3 separate regions of the Mus musculus genome follow, and all the other regions are linked to region 2. Evidence: chromatin contacts called from public Hi-C data. All regions are on one chromosome and are shown on one strand. The core of a region is the stretch at or near the end of the contact, and the rest is flanking DNA. Distances in the headings are between cores, read along the strand shown. Region 1 overlaps Dars (aspartyl-tRNA synthetase). Region 2 has its middle 18 kb from the start of Gm23902. Region 3 holds the start of Dars (aspartyl-tRNA synthetase).

Region 1 (4,715 bases), core at 401-2,900, 110 kb before region 2:
ACTAAACCAAAAAGTAGCACTAAATTTAAATATATCTTCACACTTGCAAACAATACACTTTCATTCTTTTTTGGAGACCCCCCCCACCCCACCCCCCGCCCCCAGACAGGGTTTCTCTGTGTATCCCTGGCTGTCCTGGAACTCACTTTGTAGACCAGGCTGTCCTCAAACTCAGAAATCCTCCTGCCTCTGCCTCCCAAGTGCTGGGATTAAAGGCATGTGTGCCACCACGTCTGGCTACACTTTCATTCTTAAGACCCTATGGGCTACAATGTTTCTCTAAAGCTTTGTGACACGCCAAGTAATGGGCCACCTGCTAAGAGTTTTCCAATGTTCAGGAATCTTATTACCTTCTTCAATAGCACTGATATAGTTTGATGCCCTAATGTTGTCAACTTCAGCAGAGCTCAGCAGAATCTTTGTATGAAATAATAAGTCATTAATTATATTTAAGCTAGGTGATTTAATGCCATAAACTAGCTGGGAATTTCTGACATCAGATTTCAGACTTAATCTTATGTGTGTATGGAGCTCCTAAGGTCAGAGAATAACTTACAGTGCCAATCCTTGCCTTCTAGTTTGTTTGAGACAGGGTCTTCTTATCATTTTCCTGCTTTGTATGCCAGGCTAGCCAGCCAGAGCTTCCAGGAAGTCTCCTGTCTTTACTCTTCTATATCCCTGTACAAGTACTGGGATTACAGACCTGTAGGATCCTGTGTTCATTATTTACATGGGTGATTCAAAATCAGGTCCATAAGCTTAAATGATATGGCAAATGCTTTACCCACTGAGAAATCTTCCCAGTCTTAGACTTAAGTTTTTTTAAAAATTACTTATACATTTGTACATGGCTGTTTTGCCTTCACACCATATGTGCACAGTGCTTACAGGTGCCAGAAGAGGATGTCAAATCCCCTGCAACTGGGGCTATAAACAGTTATGAGCTGCTATGCAGCTGATAATCAGATCCAGTTCTCTGTAAGAATAATTCGCTCCCTTAATTGTTGAATTATCTCTCCAGGCTTCCTAGATTAATTTTTTGTTGTTGTTGTTTTGTTTTTTTGTTTTTCGAGACAGGGTTTCTCTGTGGATCCCTGGCTGTCCTGGAACTCACTCTGTAGACCAGGCTAGCCTCGAACTCAGAAATCCGCCTGCCTCAGCTTCCCAAGTGCTGGGATTAAAGGCGTGCGCCATCACTGCCCAGCTCCCTAGACTAATTTTTAAAGCATACCTTTATCCAAAATTTCAGGACAGAGCTACATAGTCATTTCTTCCCTAACAGATAGCAACTTGTTCCAACAAAGAGTCAAAGCACGTAGGTTCAAGGAGCAGTAATGAATAACAATGCAAAGGCTTAGCCTAAGCTACCAACTTATCCAAGTGGATAATTGGCTTCTTTGGGTCTCAACTCTAGGTAAGTATTTACTCTTACCAGCAAACTAATATGTTTCCATAGTTTTTAATCTTTTTCCCCTTGTTGACCCAAGTTTGGCCAAGTGCCCGGACCAGTACAGATGTTAATAAATAAGTTTTCTAAGTCAGTGAGACTTCTGAGTAATAGTCTTTCTATTTCACAGCTCTAATAGTTACAATGTAGTAAATCAGAATGTTTATACCTACCAACCAGTGAAATATCTATTTTAGGAGAAATATCTCAAAGGAAGGAAAGTAAACAAAACTAGTATGTAGCTAGGTGACTCACTAGAGAATGAGGAATGTACTTGTGACTCAGCTGCTATCAGTAAATCATTTAACCACAATGACTAATACAAAGAAAAATAAAGCCAAGCACATATATTTATGTACAGAATAAACTTTGTTTTCAGAGTCAAAACAGCCTGATGTTGAGGTAGAGTGAGGATGAAGAATAATACGTAATTCTTAATTTTAAAAACTACTGAAGCAGAGGCCAGGAGAACTCTGTGAGTTCCAAGTCAAACTTGTCTATACAGCAAGTTCCAGGCCAGCCAGGGTACAAGGTGAGAGACTGTCTCTAACAAAACAAACATTGAAATTACTATCCATATTAGTTACAGCTCTTTAAAGCTGCTGCTACAAAATCAGCCTTAAGCCTCAAAAACTTGCATTTATATTAACTGTTGTCCGCTATTAATACTCGATACTGAAAGGCTTCCAGAGCACCTTACCAAAATAAAAACAAACAAATCCAAAAAACTGCCTTTATAAGACTTAATTGTAACTCACACAAATGATAATGAATTAAAAACTTTTTTCAAAAGAAAAAAAGTCCGACTTCTTGCTCAGCTCTTTAAAGAATCAGGTGACAATGTAAAGTGAGGTCAAAAGCTCAGCCCTCTGCTTCCCGAGAAATTCCATTTTCAGAAAGACCGTCAACCATTTCAGACACACAATTAAGATTCTGGCCTTAAAATCCCTATGGAGGCGGATGTGCCAACCTCCCTGTGTAATTCATTCAGCTGCTTCATTTTTCTGCTCATTCAGTCACAAGAAAATTGATCTAACAGATTGATTAAAATGATCTGCTCAAGCGTCCTATGGCACTGAATCTAATTAGTGAGCCAACTTTTGGGTGAGAATATTGATAAACTGGACGATCCCAGGACACATTTCCCTCCACATTAAATTCCAATGTTTCTTTTCAAGGAAAAAAATTTCAAAAGCTCAAAATTAGCAATACAGTTTAGTCAATAAGGACTCAGATTTAATATCTAAAGTAAATGCTAAGATCATTATCTACTTAAGATATTAAAAGTGACCTTGATTTTTGCCTTTTAAGTGATTAGGAAACCCCAGCTGGAACTATCTGATTTGGTATTTTTAATAGTGGAGTCCTAGCTTTTCTCCACCTGGTAAAAGACCAATGGGAATAGGGTTAAACATAGGGCTGTATGGAATTAACATATAAATACCATTCTCCCCCCCACTTTGTAGAGTAAGTTCACTGTTTTATTGTCCAGTGTCCTTGGGTTGCAATCTTCAAAATGGAAACACCTAGAGAGCCAACAGAGTTCAGGTCCTCCCTCTGCAGTAAAATCAGCCACAAGTATTTCATATGTAAAACTGACCCAGGAAAGAAGTAAACACTAAATGAGGGTTAAAAGCAGCCTTTTCTTCATTTCTGCGGGTATTATTTTCTAAACCAGATTCTGGCAGCACTGTTAGCTGGCCCACTCCCTAAGCAGCTGGCTTCCCCCAAACAATGTGCTACAAAATATTCTTTTCAATCACTTCATGCTTCATTGGTCCTCAAATTTTTAACGTCAGCTAAAAACATAAGTAAGCTTTTCACTGTATTTAAGCACAACACCCAGAACTGGTTTAGAAGCTGGTCATGTGTTGTTTTGATCTTAATAGGAGGCCACTGCATATTTTATGGAACTCACTGTTTTCCAAATATTTCTTGGGTAATTATACTTATAAATGAGAGGATAAAAAGCAAATATCCTCAAGAATTCTGCTAACTAATGAAAGTATCTAAAGGCTGTAAGTCTTCAATCTTAACCCCCACTGTCAGGCAGAATATATAGCAACTGAGTGGCAGATCAGGTCACGATCCCACACAATGGCCTCAGTCTGGGTGTGAGAAAAGCACCAGGAGTCTGTAGAACAAGGAACTTACAGACATTGCCCGTCAAGGGGAAGAGAAAGGAACAGAGATGAGGGAGTTCTGGGTGAGGAGCAGGATGATGGGGAGCCTTGAGGGAAGGGTCTAAGAGAACAGTAGAGTTATTTCTACTGAGTTCCCTAAACTCTGAAGCCATCTTCCACTCCTGTTATTTTCCTTATTCCCACACAGGAGTAGTTAGCAAACAGGGAAGATGTTTTTCAAGAAGATGTAACACTTGTTTAAGAACAATGCCAACAGTATCTGAGTTAGGCAACACCAATGAGAAACACGAGGCCAATGTTATTAGCTATGCCCATGTGCACTTGATGTCCCACCTTCCCTCCAATTCCAGGCAGCTTCCACAGGACTTCACAACAACAGAAGCTACATTTCTTTCACAAGCAAATTACAGATATTTTTCTCAAAGTAAAGTGCCATACTTAACTATGTATTTACTAACCACCCAACATTTGTAAAACTGTTCAACCTACCTTTAAAAAGTCGTATTCTTGCCCTTTACAAATGAGCCATTAAAGGCCGGGCAGTGGTGGCGCACGCCTTTGATTCCCTGCACTTGGGAGGCAGAGGCAGGTGGATTTCTGAGTTCGAGGCCAGCCTGGTCTACAGAGTGAGTTCCAGGACAGCCAGGGCTACACAGAGAAACCCTGTCTCGAAAAACAAACAAACAAATAAACAGAGTCATTAAGTTTCTCAGCATTATGCCGTTAGCCTCACCCATAAACCGTGATCTTATTGCCCAATTTCATGCTGCACAGTGATTTTTAGGAATGTATATGTCACACAACAGAACTGACAATGTCTTAAGTCCCATTTTTGAAAAATGTAATTTTATAGGATGCTCATGTCTGAATGTCCTGGGAACACTTTCTCTTGGAGGAACAGAGAGCAATTTAGGGAGGTTTAGCTTGTACAGCTGTGTGACAAATAACTGCAAGGCAGTACATGGAGCAACAGGACCAGCCAGCCGGCCGGCGCTTGCGCTTTACAGATGCTTAGCAGAAGACAGTTACTTTGACTTCTAAGTCTATGGCTGCATTTCCCCAGCAGTTGTATTACACAGCTGCTTCGCTGGGGGATTCTGCACTTCATTCCTCACAAAGGGAGT
Region 2 (4,450 bases), core at 1,921-4,420:
AATTGTCAACTCGACACAACTCAGAATCTCCTGGGCAGTGTCTCAGTGAGGGACTGTCTATTAGGGCCAGCCTGTGGACTTGTTTGTAGGGGATTGTCTTAATTAGTTGATGTGGAAAGACTCGGACCCCTGTAGGTGGCATCATTTTCTGACCTGTATGGAAGTGGAGCAATACACCTGAGCACAAGCAAGCAAGCAGCAAGCAGCAAGCAAGCGAGCAGCAAGCAAGGGAGCAGCAAGCAAGGGAGCAGCAAGCAAGGGAGCATGTGTTTATTTCTCTGCTCTGGACTGTGGATGTGATATGATTAGACGTTTCAAGTTCCTGACTTGGTTTCCCTATCGAGCTGGTCTGGAGCTGCATGGTGAAATAAGCTCCTCTCTTCCTTAAGTTGCCTTTGTAAGGGAACTTCATTAGAACAAAGACATTGAACTAGTATGGGCAGTCATGTTCCCTAGGGTAATGATGGACGTCAGAGGACAAACTTCAGGAGTTGGTGCCTCCCTTCTCCCTTCCGCCACCTGGGTTCTGGGGCTCAAACTTAGGTCTTCTTGCTTGTGTGGAACTCATTTCACAAACTGAGCCATTTCCCCAGCTCTATCTAAAATTTTCAGGTTGTTTTGTTTTGTTTTTGCACATGTATGTGTGCACGATGTATGTGTGTATATTCCTGTTCACATGTATATGGACTTAAGTATGTGTGAACAGGTGTGAATGTAGTTGTATACAGACATATAGAGACCCAGCTTTGTTGATGGTATCTTTCTTTGTTGCTGTCTATTCTCTGAGGCTGGGTTTCTGAGGTGAATTCTGAGCTCTCTGATTGGCTAGTCTGGCCAGCCTGCTTGCCCTGGGGATGCTTTGTCTCTGCTTGCCAAAGGCTGGGGTAGCCTGCAGCTGCTGGGACTGCACTGCATGGCCTTTCAGTGGTGAGGGTGCTGAGGATCTGCCCTCTGGTTCTCACACTTGGCATGGCAAGTATCTCCTCCCCAGTCTTGTCTAGGTGTTTGCAATTCTTGACATAAAACAATCCCCTTCTTAACCTGTTTTTTTTCCTTTGAACTTTTTTTTTGGGAAAAAAAAAAAAAAGCTGGTTAGCCCAGTAATCTGATGAATTCTAGCTCCAAATAGGGAACTCCTTCTGGGTTTGTCTTCATATCCTTTCCTCTTGTAGTCAGCAGGGATGGTCTAGAATAAAGAAACCTCTAACATTTCTTTGTAATGTCTGGGCAGGGGCATGCCCTCATGATAAGGAAGTTCTGCCTACCACAGACTGGACCATGCTTTCCTGAAGGGGCCTGACTTCCTGATTCAGATAGACTCACGAAGGGATAGTGCCTCTGAGCAAAAATAAGTTTTAAAAATAAAAATATCAAGAATTACAGATGCCCGAAACGGAAGCCCGTGGAAAAAGCAATATGATGATAGAGAAAACAGTAAAAGACTCTTTAATTTTTTTGATGGGCTTTGCTTGTTAGCTATGCTTTTTAAAAAATATGGTCATGTATCTCATTTTCATCTTTATTATTAATGTGTGAGTACGTGTTCCTCTGTGTGTGTATATATATGTGTTCCTCTGTGTGTGTTCCTCTGTGTGTGTATGTGTTCCTCTGTGTGTGTTCCTCTGTGTGTGTATGTGTGTGTATATGTGTGTGTGTATGTGTGTGTATGTGTGTGTGTGTATATGTGTGTGTGTGTGTATATGTGTGTGTGTATATGTGTGTGTGTGTATGTGTGTGTGTGTATATGTGTGTGTGTATATGTGTGTGTGTGTATGTGTGTGTGTGTGTGTATATGTGTGTGTGTGTATATGTGTGTGTATGTGTGTGTGTATGTGTGTGTATATGTGTGTGTATGTGTGTGTGTATGTGTGTGTATATGTGTGTGTGTATGTGTGTGTGTGTATGTGTATGTGTATGTGTGTGTGTGTATATGTGTGTGTGTGTGTGTGTGTGTGTGTGTGTGTGTGTGAGTAGAGGCTGGAGGACAGCCTTGGGCATTAGGCTTAGGAACACTGTCCAGCTTCATCTATCACTGCTCTGAAACTTGCCAAGTAGGCGCCACTCACAGGCCATTGAGCCCCAGAAATCCACCTGTCCCCACCTCCACAGCACTGGGATTTGTGCTTATATTCCAACCTATCTACATAATCAAACATAATTTTTAGGTGGCCTTGCTTTGGCAGACATGATCAAAAAAGTTCCTTTTAAGTTTTCCTGCAGTAAGAAGGCCAAGGTAGATCATTGGAGGCAACAATGAAAACATAAAAAGTCTTCTGGAGAGACAGCTCGGCTGGTGAAGTGCCTGCCAGCTGAGCATGGGAATCTCAGTCCAAATCTCCAGCACACATGCAAAAGCCAACCTTGGAACTGTGAACCTATAACCCCAGCACTCAGGAGGCAGAGACAGGAGGACCCCTGGACACTTGAAAGTCAGCTAATGTTTCTGGATGGGTGGGGCTCTCATCTCAGGAAATAAGGTAGAGAATGATAGAGGAAAATGTTCTTTATTGACCTTTGGCTTCCACACACACCCATGTGCACACTCACACAAACACATATACACCAGGACCAAAACAGAGAAGAAAAAGTTCTCCGCTATGACCAGTATTTCAGATTCATTTATTTTCCTAATAGTGACTGTCTAACCCTGCGCTTTGAGCTTCCTAACCTAGCTTCCACATTTCAAGGTCTGATGCACAGTTCCTTGAAACTTAATTGACATATTAACTTTGAACCTTCAAAGAAAAAACAGCTTTCACTCTCGCATGGTCACATATGCTTCTTTCCATACAGAACAGGCTTGGCCACCTTTGCGGAAAATGAGATAACTCATCTTTTTCATAAATGCATTAAACATCAAAAGAACCAACTATCTACCAGGTAGTATTCAAAGGCCAGCTTTAAAAATCAAGAGAGGAATGAAAGCCAAGGTTTTGGCCCAGCAAACAGTTGCGAGAAACTTCTGTCACAGGGCACAAATGTTTCCTGTTTCACTTTGTGCTTTTGGGCACACTGGGCTGAGTCTTATAATTGCTTGCTTTATTTACTGTGGTCAGTTGGAGTCTTCTTTGGCTCTAGTGTAAGTGGAGTTAGCTTAGGCTACTCAGATGAGCTATTCAGTAACAATGCACCACACTCTGGTGTCAAGGAAGAGACATGGCACTCCTGTGAGAAGAACCCAGTGACCCAGTGTGGTTGGAGGCATGGGATGTTTTCCACAGGGCAGAGCTGAGTCACAGGAGCCTGTTGGATTAGGGTAGCCTTTGTCACCCATTAAAACCTCTGTCTTCCATGAAGCACTCTCTGTTTTCCATTGGTCCAGGCCTGAGATGTGAGCTGGCTTGGACCTCAATCCTCTCAAGCTGTGTTTTCTGCTTTCCTCTCTTGCTAAAGTGCCAAGTCTTTCTCACAGCACCTGTCTGAGTCTGTCAAACGCATCCTTCTCTTGCTTTGTGTTTTTCTTCTTCTGCCCTCTTCCCTTACCCATTCTCTTTTGTCCTAGGAGTAACCAAAGCTAGGCATGTCGATATCTTGTCTTTTATTCATGTGAACACTCCCAGTTTATGTAAGAAGACAAATATTATAAAAACTCATAGCAAAGGCCTATGAAGACAACATATTCATATTACAAGCGTGACAGCTTGAGTTTGATCCCTGGAACTTATGTTTTAAAAAGGCCAAGATTGGGCTGGTGGTGCTGAGTCTGTAAAGGTGGCTGCAACCAAGCCTATACTTAGGTGATCCTTGGGGCTCGCCTGGTGACAGAAGAGAACCCAACTCCTGCCTGCTGTTCTCTGACTTCTAGACATGTACTGTGGCACACACATGTACACCCACACAAAATAAATAAATATACATAGATAAGTGAATGTATGCGATTTTGTTTTGTTTTTAAAGCTGGCATGTTGGTGCATGCTTATAATCCCCCATGCTAGGGAGGTAGAAAAGGGGAGGCTCATTGGCTACCAACACAACCATGTCCATGAGTTCTAGGCTAGTAAGAAGCTCTGACTCAAAAAACTAGGTACAGAATTCCTCTGGAACCACATCTGAGGTGGTCCTTGGGCCTTCACACTGTGTGTGTGTGTATCCTATACACATACATGCACCCCTATACATGAGTATGCACACACACATGTACATACATATGTACAACAAGTATTAGAAGCAGATTAAGTTGGTGAGAAAACAGGTATGATGTTTAGAGTTATTCCAGGGTCTTAGACCCAGTGTCTCCATGCCTGAGCACTTTATCCCTTGTACAGTCCTGTGGAAGAGGCTGCTCGGCACGACTGGGCTTCATGTTCCTTCAAGCATAACTGATTGATAAGATATTCTAAGTGATGGATGTCCCGAGTTGTGGCTCCAGAGACAAAGATGAGTCAGGTTAACTACTCTCTTCCCGAGAGATTTCAACAGGGACTGAATGAGAGTCTGTAGTGGGAAGGTT
Region 3 (4,834 bases), core at 291-2,790, 92 kb before region 2:
TTGATACACGCTAACTACAACTTTCCTTTTGTAAAACACGACCAGAAAATTCACCTGCCTCCTATTTCTACAACTAATAACAGGTTACATAGTTTGAGAATGGCAATATTATCAAATTTCATGGAGTAAGTTAGGAAGAGGAGCTGAAGTTCAGGCTATAAACTACACTTATTAAACAGTTACGTAGTCTTTCATTTTATCTTACCTTACCTCTACAATGTTCTTAAGTTCCTTCCATTTATTTATAGAACTCTATTATAATGTCTACCATATACTGTATCTTATACCTATACTACTTACAATGGTGTGTTGATAATTTATACAATTAGACACACTAACACACAAAAATAATTTCCTTAAATTTTTTTTTAACAAGGTAGTTTTGAAAGATGTCTGAAACAGTTTCTGTTCTTCTACATTCTCTTGTTGAAATTGTTTCTTCAATATGAGAGAACTGTCACATAATGGTATGTGCCATAAATAGGTGGTGCATTTGAACCAAAGGGGGGTGAAAATAAGAAAAAAAAGTGTTATTGTTTCTATTTAGTACTCACATTTCAGCAGAACTAAATAGTAACTTATTATTCTGAGTTATGATGTAGTTAGCAAATGCTGAATTCCTCCACCAAAAAATTAGGAGCCAGGAAAAGATTAAGACTTAAGTATTACTACAAACACCTAACTTAGAGGATTTCAAACCTTGACTTCTGCAAAGTGCTATGGATCACTGAGGGTTATCTCTGGGAATTGCACTACCCTACCTCACAGAGTCACTGAGAAAGGAAACCAAGATAACACGTGTTGGCAGCTGTCACAAGGAAAAGTCATTAAATACACTGGCAGCTCGTGCTGCAAAGGGCTGTCTTTACTGGCCAGAACATTATGAGGGCTGAGGGTATCGATTAGTGGTGCTTTATCAGAAATGTCCGGGGACTGGGCTGGTGTGTTCCGTGCAGGACGTGCTAACCTAGGAAGGCTCGAGTGAACCTCGCCGCAGCTACTTCCGGTTCCGCGAGCGCCCACGTTTGCCTGTCCCCCCACCCCCAGGAACACGGTTCTTCCAGGCCACGGTCCCAAGAGTTAACAGTCCCGAGTAGTTGAGGCCGCGAGCCCAGGCACGGCCCCTGGGGTCCTCGGGAGCACTGGCCTGCGACGCGACACCCCACGCCGCGGCCTGCGAGTAAAGCGCTGACGGGAGCTACGGAAGCGGCGCCCGGATCGCCCCACTCCCTCCCTCAGCGCACTCCCCGACCCGGGGGGAAAGGAGGAAACCCACTTCCGCCGCGTCCACGATCTCCCGCGGCTTCTCCTGACCCTTACGGCTGGCGTTGGTGCTGGGCATCAGGACACTGGATTTGGGGAGTGGATACCACCCTCCCTCGCAGGCTTCCGTAGGACAGGCTAAGAAGCGGCTCCCTCCCGCACAGTCTCGCCCTCCCAGCCCGGGTTCTAAGCCCCCAGTCTCCGCGTGGAACCTTGGCTTCGGAAATATCGCGAGAGCCACAGCGAGCTCTCGCGCGCCGCCGCCAGCTCCTCCCTCTGCCCCGCCCACGGGAGTCATGGGGCGTGGCCCAGAAGTGGGTGTGGTCTCGCAGGATAGGCTCCGAGGAATCTTCCCTGCAGAGCCTCTTGACATACCTACCCTCTTGGTCTAACTTCATTCCAGTTAATTGTCTTCCCCTTGCTCCCAGAGTCCCTCTTTTTAAATTTAATTCTAATTATTTTAAAGACAGGGTCTGTGTAATGCTGTCTGGCCTGGAACTCACGAGGATCCTCCTGCCTCTGCTCCCTGAGTGCTGGGATTAAGAGTGTGAAACACCACGAGCTTGCTTACTTGTATATTTAGAGACAGGGAGTTGGGGGTGGGGTGAGTATCATTGTTTCACCCTCCCTGGCAGACAGCTTGTCTCGCGTCCTGCCAGCTGGGATCTCCGCTTTTGGAATTGATGCCTTCACTGCCCTGTGGAAGCCTGTCTCTTGGGTCAGAGGAGGTCTCTGGGCAACCTGCTCTGTGTGGGAAGGCAGGATGCTGTGTTAGAGGTAGGCAGGTAGGCTCCTAAGGCAGGATGGAGTACTGTTTTAAAAGCAATAGCCTACAGGTTTTCCTTGACTTGTTGTGTTGTGAAAGGCAATGCATAGTATAGTGTTGGTTGTCTAATGGGTGAATCTTCCCTAAATTAGACTTTTGAAAAATGCTGTCGTTTTTATTGAATGTGGGCTTTGGTAATTCGGGCCTGCAGTTAACAGCACTCAGGAAGCAGAGGCCAGCCTTGTTTGCGTAGTGAGACTCTATCTTAAAACAACAACCAAGAAGGAAAAGTTTGTTGGGATGAAATTTGAAGACTTGATTACATACTACTTCCGGTGCTGGACACAAGCTTTAGCCGTCTTTGTCACATTTTAGCTGTCTGTAGTGTCTTATCTTGACATAAAATGTCATGGTCAATACTTGTTAACAGGATACAATTGGACCCTCCTCCCCAACCCTACCTTATCCCCTCAAATGAAAGCTCTCTGGGAATAACTTTACTTAGATCTGGAATCCAGGTAAGATTTTACTTAGATCTGGAATCCAGGTAAGATAGATATGGTGGCTCCAGAAGTGTAGTTTACTATGTAGTTATAGGTGGGGGAAAATATGGTTCAATTAACTCATCAGTGGTTATAAATATGTGCTTTGTGCTAAGCGTTATATAAACCATTGGCAATAAAATGATTACTGATGGTTCTGGCCAGGATCCTGAGCTGATCTTTCTACTTGACGCAGGCTGACTGCCGAGAAGAGACACATCTTAATCTGCTACTGTTTGCTCAAAACAGAAGAATGTATTCATTCCTTAGGGAATGATAGTGAATACTTATGGTCAATAGCACATTCCATTATAGTCAAGGGATTCCAATGCAGAAAGCATCTGAATTGGCTCCATTTCTAAAAGAAGTATTTATTCTCTTAGCCTTAGTACTAATGTATGCCCTGATCGACAGAAGGCAACATATAAATTCTATTGTCATTTGGTAGGGTGGAATTGTCATATTTCAGTGTGTCCACAAGACTCCTTTTGTTTGTTTGTTTCTTGTTGTTTTCCTGCATATGTCTTACTGTGCTCCTTTGCTTTGATAGAATATTCTTATTTAGGTCATAACTTTGGAGTAACGATGTAAATATGTGTAAGAAATATCAACTATGACTTTTTCTATCGAATACTGTAAAACTTGTGTTTAAAACCAGGAATTCAAATCTGTTTATCTCCCTTTCCTTACAAGACTTATGAAAATGCTTTAGTTCCCTACCCAGTAAAACCTTTGTTTACACAAAGGCTCCATGCTCTAGACTAGGAATTCAATGGCCTGGAACAGTGACCCTTTTCTCCTTGGAGCAGTGACCCCTTCCTGCTTCTTCCATTTCCTGTGCACCAGTTCTTTGCAGACTAGCCAACTGAATAAGACTGTGAGGTCGGACCCCAGCCAATGGGGAAAAGACACAGCTGAGGTAAAATAAAAACCAAATGTACTTCCTGTGTTGGGATGTTTGCTCTTCAGAGGATACCCTTTGATCAAGAGTCAAGTTTGCCTTGTCCAGATACTTCGGTTGGACTGGTCATGTCTTTCTCTGTGTTCCTGAACTTATTTCTAACAATATGTGCTCTTGCTTTCTCACCTAACAGAAGAAAAGCATTTGCTAGCTACATCAATGGACACACGCTATACTCCTGAGGTCTCCCAAGTGTCAGTAGTTGGGGTTTCTCAGCAGAAGAGCATCTTGGCAGATTGGGGCCAAGGAATGCCATAAAGTCACACATGCAACAGACCTCACTCAAGAGATTTAGTGGGGCTTGGGGGAGGGTATACAAAGACAGCCTTTGAGCAAGGATGGAGGAGAAAGAGAACAAGTTGTGAAGACACAGGCTTTATAAAGGGATACAGTAAATGTGCACAGGGAGAATACGCCACCTACGATGATTGGAAATGGGCTGCATTTGGTGACTGGTGAGATGACGTGGCTGCTGTCTCTTGAGTTACTGAAGGCAGGCTGGGTAGGGAAGACCTGGTTCTGGAATGAGGATGGTTCTTAGTTTTCTTATATTCCTCTCTCTTATTTATTATAAAAGGTGAGGAATAGGAAGGGGTGACAGGTGAGGTAGAAATGGGGGCGCCGTGTTCCTTAGATTGCTTCCTGCTGTCTGGGGATGGCGACATCTTTGGAGCACTGTTGATCCTCACCAGCAGGACATATTCAGCAGTCATAAGTCTCTGGCCCCGTGGCTAGGGGTTGGTGGTCCTGTAAGAACTGATTAAATGTTTGATTGGAGAGTTTTTTAATTTGTCGTCGGAGAAAGGTAGAGAAGAGACTGATAAAGTTAGTAAAAACAGGAAATGGAGAAGGGAGAGGGTCATGAAGGGAAGTATTCACTTCCATACGGGGCCCTCAGAGGCCCAGGGACTGGAGGCATTGAGTTTTTCCTTACCTTTTTGGAGGTCTGTTTGGAGCTGGTGGATTTTTGTTTTGTATTGTACTGGATTGGCTGACATAGAAGCATCGTCCCTCTTGGAGAAGAGGCAAAGGCCACCTTTTCAGTTGTCAAAAGATCTAGTTCTTGTCCATGTTGGAGGACCACTGCTGCCAAGAGTCAATTTGTCCTTGAAGGGTGAGTAGGGTTTCAGATCCTCCATATGTTGGAGGATCTGAATGCACTGGGAACATGACTGAAGAACCTTGCCAGGGAGGTGGTCAGTCCTGCTGGTCCACATAATTCCTGTGATGGCCAGAAGGGGCAGGATTTGAACTGGCCTTTTATTATGTAGGGCAGCTATTGAGTCCACAACCAGAATCAGT

The links. A called contact is a pair of places that touch in the nucleus more often than the background predicts.
Region 1: a contact with region 2 is called in a Hi-C map of muscle stem cells, with 1.9 times the contacts expected there. The contact joins two enhancer-like sites. A contact is called at or near these places in 3 of 39 promoter capture datasets (the C10 cell line, embryonic stem cells and pre-B cells), 4 of 484 Hi-C or Micro-C datasets (macrophages, muscle stem cells, myocytes and 1 more), 1 of 115 datasets of contacts at active chromatin or transcription factors (embryonic stem cells) and 2 of 9 other capture datasets (adipose tissue and liver).
Region 3: a Hi-C map of muscle stem cells shows a contact between it and region 2, with 4 times the contacts expected there. The contact joins the promoter of Dars here to the enhancer-like site in region 2. A contact is called at or near these places in 1 of 39 promoter capture datasets (pre-B cells), 6 of 484 Hi-C or Micro-C datasets (the C2C12 cell line, muscle stem cells, myeloid progenitors and 2 more), 4 of 115 datasets of contacts at active chromatin or transcription factors (the SCID.adh cell line, embryonic stem cells and large pre-B cells) and 1 of 9 other capture datasets (liver).

Annotation. Positions count from the first base shown.
Region 1 is chr1:128,397,556-128,402,270 of GRCm38.p6, forward strand. All of the region lies in intron 4 of Dars (aspartyl-tRNA synthetase), which reads right to left. Among named protein-coding and RNA genes, the nearest start is that of Dars, 18 kb to the right of the region's middle. Within about 2 kb of position 1,651, at least 103 of the 459 cell types and tissues checked have an H3K27ac peak or open chromatin away from gene starts, as enhancers often do. A contact at or near this core is called in muscle stem cells, where this site is marked.
Region 2 is chr1:128,505,846-128,510,295 of GRCm38.p6, forward strand. No RefSeq gene overlaps it. Among named protein-coding and RNA genes, the nearest start is that of Gm23902, 18 kb to the left of the region's middle. Within about 2 kb of position 3,171, at least 8 of the 459 cell types and tissues checked have an H3K27ac peak or open chromatin away from gene starts, as enhancers often do. A contact at or near this core is called in the C2C12 cell line, the SCID.adh cell line and muscle stem cells, where this site is marked.
Region 3 is chr1:128,415,876-128,420,709 of GRCm38.p6, forward strand. It overlaps Dars (aspartyl-tRNA synthetase), which reads right to left and starts at 1,541. Exons shown (of 16, transcript NM_177445.5): 1 at 1,277-1,541. The coding sequence starts at 1,342.